Regions from separate parts of the Ovis aries genome. Here region 1 is linked to region 2. A link is a contact called in public Hi-C data. All regions are on one chromosome and are shown on one strand. The core of a region is the stretch at or near the end of the contact, and the rest is flanking DNA. Distances in the headings are between cores, read along the strand shown. Region 1 holds the start of BTNL2 (butyrophilin like 2). Region 2 has its middle 33 kb from the start of BTNL2.

What was found. A called contact is a pair of places that touch in the nucleus more often than the background predicts.
Region 1: a Hi-C map of liver shows a contact between it and region 2, with 1.9 times the contacts expected there. The contact joins the promoter of BTNL2 here to the enhancer-like site in region 2. A contact is called at or near these places in 4 of 16 Hi-C or Micro-C datasets (blood and liver).

What each region holds. Positions count from the first base shown.
Region 1 is chr20:25,467,431-25,473,913 of ARS-UI_Ramb_v3.0, forward strand. It overlaps BTNL2 (butyrophilin like 2), which reads left to right and starts at 3,345. Exons shown (of 9, transcript XM_027958971.3): 1 at 3,345-3,441. The coding sequence starts at 3,387.
Region 2 is chr20:25,434,345-25,440,988 of ARS-UI_Ramb_v3.0, forward strand. No RefSeq gene overlaps it. Among named protein-coding and RNA genes, the nearest start is that of BTNL2, 33 kb to the right of the region's middle. Within about 2 kb of position 3,152, at least 5 of the 54 cell types and tissues checked have an H3K27ac peak or open chromatin away from gene starts, as enhancers often do. A contact at or near this core is called in liver, where this site is marked.

The sequences.
Region 1 (6,483 bases), core at 2,095-4,594, 33 kb after region 2:
TAAAGGAAGAAATAACGGTAAATCATTTTCATTCTTGTGGGTAAAAGTTTAATAACCTTTCTACTTCTCCAGGACAAGTTTAATCTTAGGCTAATTTCCCAGCTCTTTTCCAGAAACCAAAGAAAGGAAGAATGTCAGCTACATTTCTAGACAAAATTGACTATGGTAAAAATGACCTCTGCTTGATAAGTTGTATCTTGGCTAGGAGGGATTTCTGATGAACTATAACAATGTGGAAACCCGTAGCATGGGCATCTCTGAATGCAGTGATCCTTGTAATTGGCCATGTGCTTACTAGGGGTCTGGAAGCGAGGCTCATGAACTTTATACAAGAGGCACTGATTCCAAATGGAAGAAGACTCTAGGGGAGATAACACTTACACGGGTGTAAATTCATCTCACACCTAAGCTGCCCCCTGCAGGGGGCAGGTGGGCAGAGACTAGGGCCTGGTCTGCATCACGGGTTGTTCCAAGAACTTCTCCCATTGAACAGAATTATCAGATGCTGCCTGCTTGAAATGCTTTGATCCTGTTACCCTTCTGAGTGACTCTGAGAGCTAAATGAGCCTGCATATTTGATCAAAGCTAAGAAGATCCCCTGGTCCCTCATTTTATTCATTTTTTACACATATATGCATATATGAGACATTATCAGTGTTATTAGAGTGTTATTATCTAATAAGTGTCTGCTGCTACATTTACACAGATAAAGGAGTTATTAATGTCCCATCTGGTTTTGATCACTCTCCCCCACTTTTATATAGTAAGACCACAGCCCTAAAAGAGTCTCCTTATCAACACCACTCTGGGATTTATCAAAGTAGCAGAAAGTTTGGGGCAGATAGCTCCCCTACATGTTCATGGTTAAGTTTAATAACCAGTGGGCTTAACTTTCATGTGACATTTAATATTTGTATTTCTTTGTGATTTCTCTTAACCTACATCACGTGATAACACTATGAAATTAAAAAAAAAATTTTGGAATCTTTGAATATCCTAAAGATGCTATTTCTATTCTTTAGGCATATATATCTTTTCTTTTTTGGCATAAAGTCACTCTTGCTGTCTATCAATACTGCTTTTGAAGTCAAGAAATTCTACCACTTCTCTTCGTGAATTGCTTTTCTCCTACCTAATGGATGCCTTATGTTTTTAACATATTGCAGCCAACACATTTCTATCTACTCAGAAAACACTCACAGCAGAGGAAAGCACCTCTTCTTCTGGAGTTACCCTGTCTGGCATTGTCCTGATGCTCAGTGTCCAGGAAATGTAACATCACCACAGCCTCCTCCCTAGTACAGAGCTGAGACTTTCCTTAGCTCGCTTTCTAGAACCCGCATAGGAAGAATAGGCAAAGGGCCCTCCATCCCTCACATGGATTGATGGCACCTGGACTCTGCAGTATCCCTGGGATTCTGGGAAAAGTGTTGGGGAATACAGTCAACTGGAAGTCTCCTATGAAAAAGTGAGATAACGGTCAGCATCATCAAAGCTTTAGGTGCGTAAAGTCCACGATCTGGAAAACCTAGTCTTGGGTAGGAGCTTTGATCACCCTTGGGGTGGGTCCCCACAGTGACCCTGCATGACCGGTGGAAGCATGTTCCACCCATATCTACTTGCACTGGGCCATGCATGGTCATGCACTGGTGCACTCACTCCGCATCATTAAACCACCAGGCACTGGATGACGTTGTCCCCACGTGTCCCCTCATCCCGCTGGTTTCAGCGGCACCCTCGCTGCACCTGGGTAGAACTTCTGTCGAGCTTCTGTGACACTGATGTCACATGTGGGGAAATAACACAGCATATTCAGCTGCAGCGTGGGCTGTTTAGCCCTGGGGGAAGCAGCAACGGAACTGCTGACAGTGGTCAGCAGCCAGAGACCCGTGCTTGCGTGTGCTTAGCCTTGTAGCCTTGTCTGGAGGCCAAGAGGAAGAGCCAAGAGCGATGATCTGACCCTTAATCACACTGCACAAGGAACCGGAGCTTCTGCTTTGTACTGGTTCCCACTCAGAGAAGGTGGAAGGATACCGTTTCAAGCAGGAAAGGCTGTGCAGTGCCGGGCAGGGAGATAAGGGTGGAGGGGAGAAGTATGGCTGCCAATGACCCCCATACCCACTCAGCCTGTACAGACCCCTTATCTGAAATCACAAGAATGGTCTCACCAGAGGTCCAGTACACAGCACAAAAGATCCTGGAGAAAAGGTGGGGGCCCTAGAGATACGCTTTTCTTTTTTTCTTTTATGAAAGGTCTGTTTTGTGAAACATACATCGTTGTGAGTTGCTCTGAGAGAGAGGCCTGGTTCTTTGGATCATATTCAAGCTCTGGAGGCATCTCTCACCCTTAATAATCTGCCTATGTGCTCAGCAGGCCTCAAGGTGATGGCTTTGGAAAGTTGGAGCAAGTTTGGTGCAGAAGTCAGGGTCCATAAACCTATAAAACCTGTCTCTCAGATTGGCTCTGATGCCCTAAGGTACAGGCCAGGGCTGCAGGGGGGCTTTGGTACTTTCCTGACAACATTTTTTTTTTTTGCCATTCTTCTTCTTTATTTAGATTTATTGCTCCTCCGTCATACCAGTTTTATTCTTCCCTAGGGAAAACTGCCCAAGGGACATGTGAGTCTATTTATTTCAAATTACATGCAATAGGAAAGACACAGTCCAGGAAACAGTCCAGGTGTCCATTACAAGTGACAGGTGGAAAAAATAAAGTACAGCCACACCACGCAGTGCAGTGAAGCTGCTGAAAGTAATCATGAGGCGGCGGGGGCTGGTGGGGATGGCAGGGGGACAAGCAGAGGGGCCCAAGAATAAGGGACTTTTGGCCTGGGATTTGCAGGCACCAGTAACTGGAGCAACAGAAGCTACAGCTGAAAGGCAGAAGCTGAAATTAGTTCCCAGAACAAATAATGTCACTGGACCCTGGAGCCAAACACACAGCTTTCCATGGAGAGCTGCCTAATTGCACCAACCATTCCTGGATTTCCCCTCCCTCTTCTCCTCTGCTGAGGTAGCTATATCTTCATGATAAAAGGATCAGAATGGTTTCTCACACTTTATTTATCTGGGAAAAAAAAATCTAGCCATCTGAGCAGCTGTAGACAGTGTTCTTCCCACATGGACATGCTCCTCCTTGGTGATGTTTCCTGCTTTTATATCTTCTGACTATGTCAGCTACACACCAGTCATCATGGACCAGAAATTAATTTCAAGTTGATTTTATTTAGGCAAGAAGTGAGGACTGTGGGACTGCTGGGTTCTTCCGAGAGCTGGTCACCTCCACCAGGGGATGATGGTTATCGTGCTGCTCACAGGGCCTGGTCAGCACAGAACACTGTCAGGAAGTGACTGGTTACAACACGAGAGTGACTGTAACGTCCTACATGGCAGCCAGCAAGAGAAAGACAGCGCTGAATACGCCTCACTCTGAAAATCTAGGTGAGGGCCAAAAAGGTCACATATGTTTGTGAATTTAGCTATAATGTATATGAAGATATATAAAGGTATTTATCCATTCAATGGTTAGCGAATGTTTTGCTCTTATGAATAATGTTGGTATGAACTTGCAGCAGTTTCTTTAGGTGTGTGTTTAAGAGTAGAATGCAGAGTTGTAATGCATGTACATATTTTCAATGTTACTATGTAATTTTGACTCTGAAATGACTGTATCAATTGTCCTATCAATTGTATATTGGCAGAAACGTTGTTCCACACCCTTGCTTATGACTGCTATGTTTTGACATTTTTATTATTTTTTCAGGCTGTTTTTGTTTGCATTCCTCTGATTAGTACTGAGGAGGTTGAATGACTTCTCATATTTACATATAATTTAGATGTGTCTGTAGAATGTTTCTTCTTGCCTTTGCCACTTTGGTTTTCTTGCACATTATAAATTTTACAGTTGTCTATTTCTGCAAAGCAAACCCGCTGGGAACATTGATGAGGATTGTGTTGAAGAGAACTGGAGTTTCAACCACACCCCGTTTATCTGAAACCAAGCATCTTCTATCTCTCCATGTATTTGAGATTTCACTAGTCTCTGGTATCAGATGGGCTTCAAAATCACTGCAGATGGTGACTGCAGCCATGAAATTAGAAGACGCTTACTCCTTGGAAGGAAAGTTATGACCAACCTAGACAGCATATTGAAAAGCAGAGACATTGCTTTGTCAACAAAGGTCCGTCTAGTCTAGGCTATGTTTTCTCCAGTGGTCGTGTATGGATGTGAGAGTTGGACTATAAAGAAAGCTGAGTGCCGAAGAATTGATGCTTTTGAACTGTGGTGTTGGAGAAGACTCTTGAGAGTCCCTTGGACTGCAAAGAGATCCAACCAGTCCATCCTAAAGGAGATCAGTCCTGGGTGTTCATTGGAAGGACTGATGTTGAAGCTGAAACTCCAATCCTTTGGGCACCTGATGCGAAGAGCTGACTCATTGGAAAAGACCCTGATGCTGGGAAAGATTGAGGGCAAGAGGAGAAACGGACGACAGAGGATGAGATGGTTGGATGACATCACCAACTCAATGGACATGGGTTCAGGTGGACTCTGGGAGTTGGTGATGGACAGGGAGGCCTGGCGTGCTGCGGTTCATGGGATCGCAAAGAGTCAGACATGACTGAGCGACTGAACTGAACTGAACTGGTATCAGAACTTTGTAGTTTTCCCTGGTGAGACATCATATATATTATGGTTAAACACGTAACTATTCTAGGCTTTTATTGCTATCAGAAATGGCACCCCACTCCAGTACTCTTGCCTGGAAAATCCCATGGATGGAGGAGCCTTGTAGGCTGCAGACCATGGGGTCGCTAAGAGTCGGACACGACTAAAGCGACTTAGCAGCAGCAGCAGCAGCAGCATGCAGTGTTCATCTGCTAGCATAGCAAATCACAATTGTTTTTTCTTTTTATATTGCGATCACTAAACTCACACATTCTAGACATTTTAATAACTTTCTTAGGATTTTCTATGAAGGTGTATAAAATGCTTCCCAGGTTGCAATGTTCATTATTTGTCAAAAAGAGTCTGAAATTAGGACTTCCCTAGCGGTCCAGTGGTTAAGACTCCATACTTATACTTCAGCATCAAACCAGGTTTGATCCCTGGTTGGGGAACTAAGATCCTGCATGCCATGTGGCATGGCCAAAAATAAGTAAAAATAAAAACTGATGCAAATAAATCCATGCTGAACATAAAATCAAAATAAAAAGTCTGAAATGATGTGAATCTGCTTTGCTCATATTAATTTGTAAAGTAATATTATTTTAAAAAATAAAGCCCGATTGATTTTTAAAATTGAAGAACACTTGAAAGATAGCTTTGCATATCCAAACTTTATGTTAAATTACAGTCAGATATAGTCAATTAAATATCTTGGACATGATCGTGGAACTAGTCACCAGTTGTGTCCCTATTCCAGTTTAAATCATTTTCATGGCCTTCAGGGTGTAGGTTTCCTTCTCTGCCAATATCTAGGATACTCTTTATTCTCATATGTGCCCACAAGTAGATATTTCCCTGATATTGAAAGCTCCATGTGCCTATTAGATGCTCCGCCTCCACCAACTCCAGCACTGATGGCTCACAGCACTCAGTGAAGTATGAATCATTCCATCAGTTTTATTTCATGAAGCATTTTCTCCATAAAGATTTTCCTAGTTCCCCCATACACTGGACTATCACAATTTAGTGCCTATGTTCTCTTCTTTTAAAGCTGCAAATGGCCTTGAGAACTGGATTTATAATTTTTTCAGCATTGCTTCTTCAATAGTTCAGTTCAGTTGCTCATTCGTGTCCGACTCTTTGCGACCCCATGGACTGCAGCATGCCAGACCTCCCTGTCCATCACCAACTCCTGGAATTTACCCAAACTCACGTCCATTGCTTTAACAGTGCTTGGTAATGAAACATGGTAAAAATGAATGTGAGAAAGGAAGCAGCCTCTCTCTCAAGGAATCTTTCCTTTTTTCTCTCCCTTCGCCTTCAGTCTCTCGCTCCTCTTCCGTTCCCATCCCACCCACACCTCCAGGGTGGTCCAGTTAAGGAATTCTAGAGCCCCAGAAGACTGAAGCAGGTTCTGCAGCCGCAATTTTCCTGGCTCTGCTCCCATGTGGTGCAATTTATGAAAGGAAGAGATTGGAAGGTAAGATCTGGGACATTTTAGGACCAGCTGTTAGCCTTTCCCACCTCACGCCGAAGGCTTCACGCATGCTCAGTCCTTTCAGTCCTGTACGACTCTTTGCAACGCTACGGACTGGAGCCCACCAGGCTCCTGGGTCCATGGTATTCTTCAGGCAAAAATACCGGGGTAGGTTGCCATTTCCTGCCCCCACAGGATCTTCCCGACCCAGGGATGCAACCCGCGTTTGTCACCGTCTCCTGCATTGCAGGCGATTTTTACCTACTGATCAGCCACCTGGGAAAGCCCCTGAAAACACGGTGCATGTTCTTGGACAAACATGCCATCTACTGGTCACTTG
Region 2 (6,644 bases), core at 1,902-4,401:
TTCCTTTAAGTGTAATGTTAGATGGTTTAGTTGAGATTTTTCTTGTTTCTTGAGTTAGGCCTGTATTATTATAAGTGTCCCTCAGTATTTCTTTAACTGCATCCAAAGATTTTGGTGTTTCATTTTAAAATTTTCATTTATTTTTAGGTACTTTTAAAATTTCTTCTTTGGTTTCTTCATAACCTATCTGCTATTCTTAGCATGTTGTTCAGTCTCTGCATATTGGTGACTTCTCTAGGTTTCTTCTGGTAATTGATTTCTATTTTCATACCATCGTTAAGTCACTTCAGTCATGTCTGACTCTGCCCCACTATGGACTGTATAGCTCTCCAGGCTCCTCTGTCTATGGGGTTCTCCAGGCAAGAATCCTGGAGTGGGTTGCCATGCTTTCCTCCAGGGAATCTTCCTGACCCAGGGATAGAACCAGTGTCTCTTACCTCTTCTGAATTGGCAGGGGAGTTCTTTACCACTAGTGTCACCTGGAAAGCCCCATATTTGCTATAATTTGAATATTCTTAAATTTATTGAGACTTTTTTTGGTCTCAACATATGGTCTATTCTTGAAAATTTTCCATGTGCACTTAGAAGAATGTGTATTCTACTGCATTTGGATGGAATGTCTTTACATCTAGCCTAATATTTCATTTAAAGCCACTGTTTCTTTGTTGACTTTTGATCTAGATGATCTATCCATTGATATAAGTGGGGTGTTAAAGTCCCCTACCGTTATTGTATTCTGCCCATCCCTTCCTTTAGATAGCTTAATATTTGGTTTGTGCATTTCGGTACTTCTGTGTTATTGTGTGGGCTTCCCTGGTGGCTCAGTGGTAAAGAATCCAGTTGCCAATGCAGAAGACGTGGGTTCAGTCCCTGGGTCGGGAAGATTCCCTGGAGAAGGAAATGGAGCCAACTTCAGTACTCTTGCCTGGGAAAGCCCGTGGACAGAGGAGCCTGGTGGGCTACAAACCATGGGGTCACAAAAGAGTCAGATGCGACTTAGTGACTAATAGCAACAATGATAGGTGCATATGTATCATTAACTGTTGTGTCTTCCTAGTGAACTGTTCCCCTTACCATTCTGAAATGTCCATCTTTGTCTCTTGCCATCTTTCTGACATGAAGTCTATTTTATCTGATATGAATGAGGCTACACCACTCACTGTCTTCTGGCTGACATTGAGCATCACCTTCCGTCCCTGCACTTTGAGCCTATGTTTGTCCTCAGAGCTGAGGTGCATCTCCTAGAGGATCTTGTACCCATCATTGGGTCTTGTTTGTTACTCCATCCAACCATCACGTGTGTTTGGCGAATTCCTATCATTGACATTTAGTGTGATTATTGAGAAATGGAAAATGGTAATGCACTCCAGTATTCTTTCCTGGAGAATCCCTTTGACAGAGGAGCCTGGTGGGCTCCAGTCCGTGGGGCCGCACAGCCGGGCACGGCTGGGCGGCTGAGCACAGGGCCAGCGTTCTCTCTTTTCTGGCTGCACTATCCTTCCTTTCCCTTGTGCTTCTGTCTGCCGTGTTAGCTTGTTGGTTTTGCATAACGCTTTTCTCAGTTTCCTCTTTTTTGTTTCATATCTCTGCCCTAGACTTACATCATATGGTTACCATGAGGTTTGTATAAAATGTCTTACAGATAAAAGAGTCCTTTTTCTGCTGGCATCATCGTGTCTCCATTTGTCCATGCAGGTTCCATCCTTCTCCTCATCCTCTCTTGGGTTTCTGTTATCTCACAATGTCCCTTTCCACGTTGTGAACTTGTTACCAAATTGAGGCAGCGATAGCTATTTTTACTGCTCTTTTTCTCCATTTCCCCTTCATACTATAACTGTTTAAACATCTGCTGTGATAGAGAGTTGCAGTTGTCTGATTCTGTCTGTCAATATATCACTTCCTTAAGGTTTTGTGTACTTTTGCTTTTTTGTCTCAGGTGGAAGGGCACTTTTAACATTTCTTATAAGTATTACGTTGATGGCCCCCTTCAGCTTTTGTTTGTCTGGGAAGGCCTTTATTTCTCCTTCTTACTCGGATGATAATGTTGCTGATTAGACTATTCTTGACTGACAGTTTTTACCTTTCAGAATTTTGAGTTTGTCATTTCACCTTTCTGCGGAGTATCTGCTGAGAACTCTGCTGAGAGTCTAATGAGGGTTCCTTTGGAGAAGGAAATGGCACCCCACTCCAGTACTCTTGCCTGGAGAATCCCATGGAGGGAGGAGCCTGGTTAGGCTACACTCCATGGGGTCGCAAAGAGTCAGACACGACAGAGCGACTTCACTTTCACTTTGGCATATACCATCCTTTTTCCTTGGACTCCTTTAAAATTCTCTCTTTGTCATTAATTTTTGGGAGGCTTAATATAATGGGTCTTGGAGAGGTGATTTTGCATGGAGATAATTAGGTTTGTTCTTAGCTTTGTGGACCTGCATATCCAGTTCCTTTCCCAAGTTTAGGAATTTCTCAGCTACTATTTCTTTGAGCAAACTCTCTACTTTCTTCTCCCTCTTTTCTTTTTCTGTGATACCCATTATCCTAATTTTTCCTTCGCAAAAGAGTCAGTTCTTATAGAATTTCCTCGTTTGTTTTTAGATCTTGATTCTCTTTCCTCTTCTACTTGTATCATTTCTAGATTTCTCTCTTTAAACTCACTAACTCTCTCTTCCATGTGCTCCGCTCTACTTCCAATGCTTCTAATGCATTCTTCACCTAATTTATAGATTTCTTCAGCTCTAGAATTTTGGTTTATCTCTTTTTTTTTAAGAGTTTCTACCTCTTTTGTAAATATTCCTTCTGCTCATTCATTTTATTCCTGAGCTCACTGAACTGCCTTTCTGGGTTTCTTTGTAGCTTGCTATTTTGAATACTCTTATAAGATCACAATAGTGCACGACTTTACGTTTGGTTCCTAGAGAACTGTCATTTTCTCTTTGTGATTCCATGTAACAGTGGTGCTTCATGGTGGTTGATGGGTTGTTCCTTTACTGGTGCATCTGAAATAACACCTTTCTTCCTTAGGTAAAACTTCGACAAAAATTTAAAACCTTAATTCTAATGATTCTCCCTTTAGAAATTAGAGTTCTTCCTATGTATTCCAGTAGGTGGCGCTATATCGCAGCTGTCTGGTTTCTTTTACCTGCCCTACCTCCAGTTGTATCTGAGATTTGGCAATTTCACTGCCTCTTTCAGAAGTGTTGGGCGTCTGAACCTCCTGGGTCATTGGTGCCTCGCTGCTGCCAGTGTCGCTAGTAATGTCACCTGGGCACTTCTGAATGGAGCGTGGGGATCTCCTGAGTCACAGGACCTGTTGCTATGGAGAGGGGAGGAAGAGGATAGGGGATGGAAGGCCAGAGTCGAGGGGTTTTCCGCTCTAAAAGCTGAGGGAGAAGCAGTCCTGTTCAACTTCTGCTGTGTAAAGCTAAAGCGTTAATTTCTCGGTTTTGTCTGACTCTATGCAACCTCATGGATTATTAGATGACTACATCAAAGGATAGATAACTGATAGTTTTTTCATAGGATTCTATTTACTAATTAGCAACATATTCTTGTATATTTTCTTGATATAAAGCAAGAGAAGGTGAATAATAAAAGGATGCATTCCCAATAAAATAAGAAAAATCCTAATGGGAGCCAGGAATAAGTAATTGAACACATTTTTGTTTTTTGTTTTTATATAAAACATTAACAGGCTTCCCTGGTGGCTCAGATGGTAAAGAATCTACCTGCAATGCAGGAGACATGGGTTTGATCCCTGGGTCAGGAAGATCCCCTGGAGAAGGGAATGGCTACCCACTCCAGTAATCTTGCCTGGGGAATTCCATGAACAGAGGAGCCTGGTGGGCTACAGTCCATGTGGTGGGACTATAGAGTAGGACATGGTTGAGCGACTAACATGGTGTTTCTCTTCTCTATTAATTCTTCTAAAGCAAAAGTGCACCAACAGCTGACTTTGACTTTTATTGATCTTTCAGCCTCTTGCAAGCTTTGATCAGGACAGTTGGCCTTAGCATATTCTTAGATTAAATGCTACAAGATACCTTCAAGATCCTCCATTCCACACAGATCACCTATCCTAAACCTCTTTTTCTCTGAATATTTTGGGGGTGCCACTAAACTTGGACGGTATCAGGAGACAAACCTGGGAGGTTTTTTCATTCGAGTTAAGTTACTGACTAAATTTCCATTTCCTTTAGTTTACGAGAAACATCGCTTCCGGTCAGGAAGTACAGATTATGCTCTAATCAGTGGCTGTAATTCTGTAACATCACCAGTTACCGGGGGATGGTGTTCCTTAAAGCGTCCACAGAATCATAGCGTTTTTCAGTATTGAGAAAGGTACCTTCATGTCAGTTGTACTTTCCCCAAATCGACAAGTGTAAAAAGGATCAGATTAAAGTTCTTCTAAATTGCAACCATCTGCTCTCTAGCACTTCCGCTCCTAAACACACTTACACGTACTTTTGGCGAAATGTCTGTATCTTCAAGCAAGAGAGATGAATGCTTTTTAGGCTCAAACAAGGAGCACAGCTGGCTCTCCATACAGGCCCAGATAAAATGTGTCGGATACAACCAGATCAAACATTTAAAACACTAAATTAAGAACAATCTTTAAAAAAAGATGTGTATTTATTTAGCTGCCCTGGGTCTTAGTTGTGGCACGCAGGATCTTTGATCCTTGCCTGTGAGTTCTTTCATTTGTAGTGTGGGAACTCTAAGTTGTAGCACGTGGGATCTAGTTCGCTAACCAGGGATCAAACCTGGGCCCCTTGTATTGGAAGCGTGGAGTCTTAGCCACTGGACCACAAGGGAAGTACCCTCCCCCCTTTTTTATTGGAGTATAATTGCTTTACAATATTTTGTTAGTTTCTGCTGTACAGTGAAGTGAATCAGCTATATTTATACATATATTCCCTCTCTCATGGCCCACCCTCCCACCACCATGCCCCTCATCCTATTCATCTAGGTCATCACAGAGGACTGATGGTGTCTGTTCTTTACATCCGCATCTCTATTCCTGCCCTGCAGACACCAAAACAGGGCAGGTTGAGAAAAGTCTAAGTGTCAGAGAAGGACTTCCATACTGAATTTATGACCAGCAACTGATGATGTCATAGATCACTGATGCTGATTTGGTCCAACACTGAGATCATCCAATCCAGGAACAAAGAAATGAGTTTCTTGATTGGTGTTACTTGGGATACAGGTGGGGAGAGGGTTCTTGTCCTCACTGGATGACACTCACATGCTCTCCTCACCCTTTCCTTTCCTGTTCTCCAGCATGGTATGTCTGTATTTCTCCAGAGGCTCCTGGATGGCCGCTCTGTTAGTGATGATGGGGCTGAGCCCTCTCTTGGCTTGGGCCAGGGAGACCCAGTGTATGCACACCTTGGGTGGTGAGCTATTGGGGTGTGGGAGAAGAAAGAGTACTTTAGTCTCTATGTCCAGACCATGTCCCCTTAGAGATTGTGACTCCAACCTACAACAAACAGTTCCTGAATACTTGCCCTCTCTAGGACAGTGACATACGCAAGCCGTCATATCTATATTCTGTTTCTTCTCAACTCCCTTCCGATGAAGGAGTCTTGCATCTCCAGCCTTGCATCCCATCCCTTCAGGTATTTGAGAAAACTTAGAAACAATAGTGTTGAAATAATTTTTCATTCAGTTGTTCTCTTTATTATATGAATTATGCAAGAAAAAGGGAAAGTTTCCCTGAAGATTTTATGGCAAATCTAAAGAATTAGGGAGTGCTGTGCTGTGCTTAGTTGCTCAGTCATGTCTGATTCTTTGTGACCCCATGGACTGTAGCCCAGCAGGCTCCTCCATCCATCGGGATCCTCCAGGCAAGAATACTGGAGTGGGTTACTGTGCCCTCCTCCGGGGGTCTTCCCAACCCAGGCATTGAACCTAGGTCTCCCACATTTCAAGTATATTATTTACCATCTGAGCCACCAGGAAGCCCAAGAATACTGGAGTGGGTAGCCTATCCCTTCTCCAGGGCATCTTCCTGATCCAGGAATCAAACCAGGGTCTCCTGTATTGCAGGCAGATTTCTTTACCAGCAGAGCTACCAGGGAGACTTGTTCTAAAAGATCGTGTTATGTCCTCAACAGGATCTGTGATGATGCCATCTCTCCCAGTGGGAGGATGTATCAAGGGACCTCCCCCATTATCCTCTTTCTTTTTCCCCCAAACCCAAATGTTTATAAAAATTTGAATCCTTGTATTAGATGTTCTTTGACAGAGTTAATTTTCTCTTTATTTATCTTGGGTAAAGTACCCTGGAGCTGAAGCAGTGTTTCTTAGTACTTAGAATGACCATGTAGATAAGCAGTATCTATGGGATGTCTTAAAGAACTGAAGGCATCTTCTGAAAACCCAACACAGGTTAGTAACCATCATGAATCTATTTTGAGCCTTTCTATGCTATCAGTTTCTCCTACAACTCCCCTTTCTCTGACCTGAGCATACAAGCATCCAATAATTCAATGAGTATAGAATAAATTATGTGAAATTCCGATTGTGTAGGTCACAGATAGTCAAATATCAACCATTTCACATGGCAAGCCATGTGCCCTGAATGGGTACAGAGAGTGTGACGGTTGTTTCCATCCCATTGGGCTGAAAGCCAATAGGCAAGT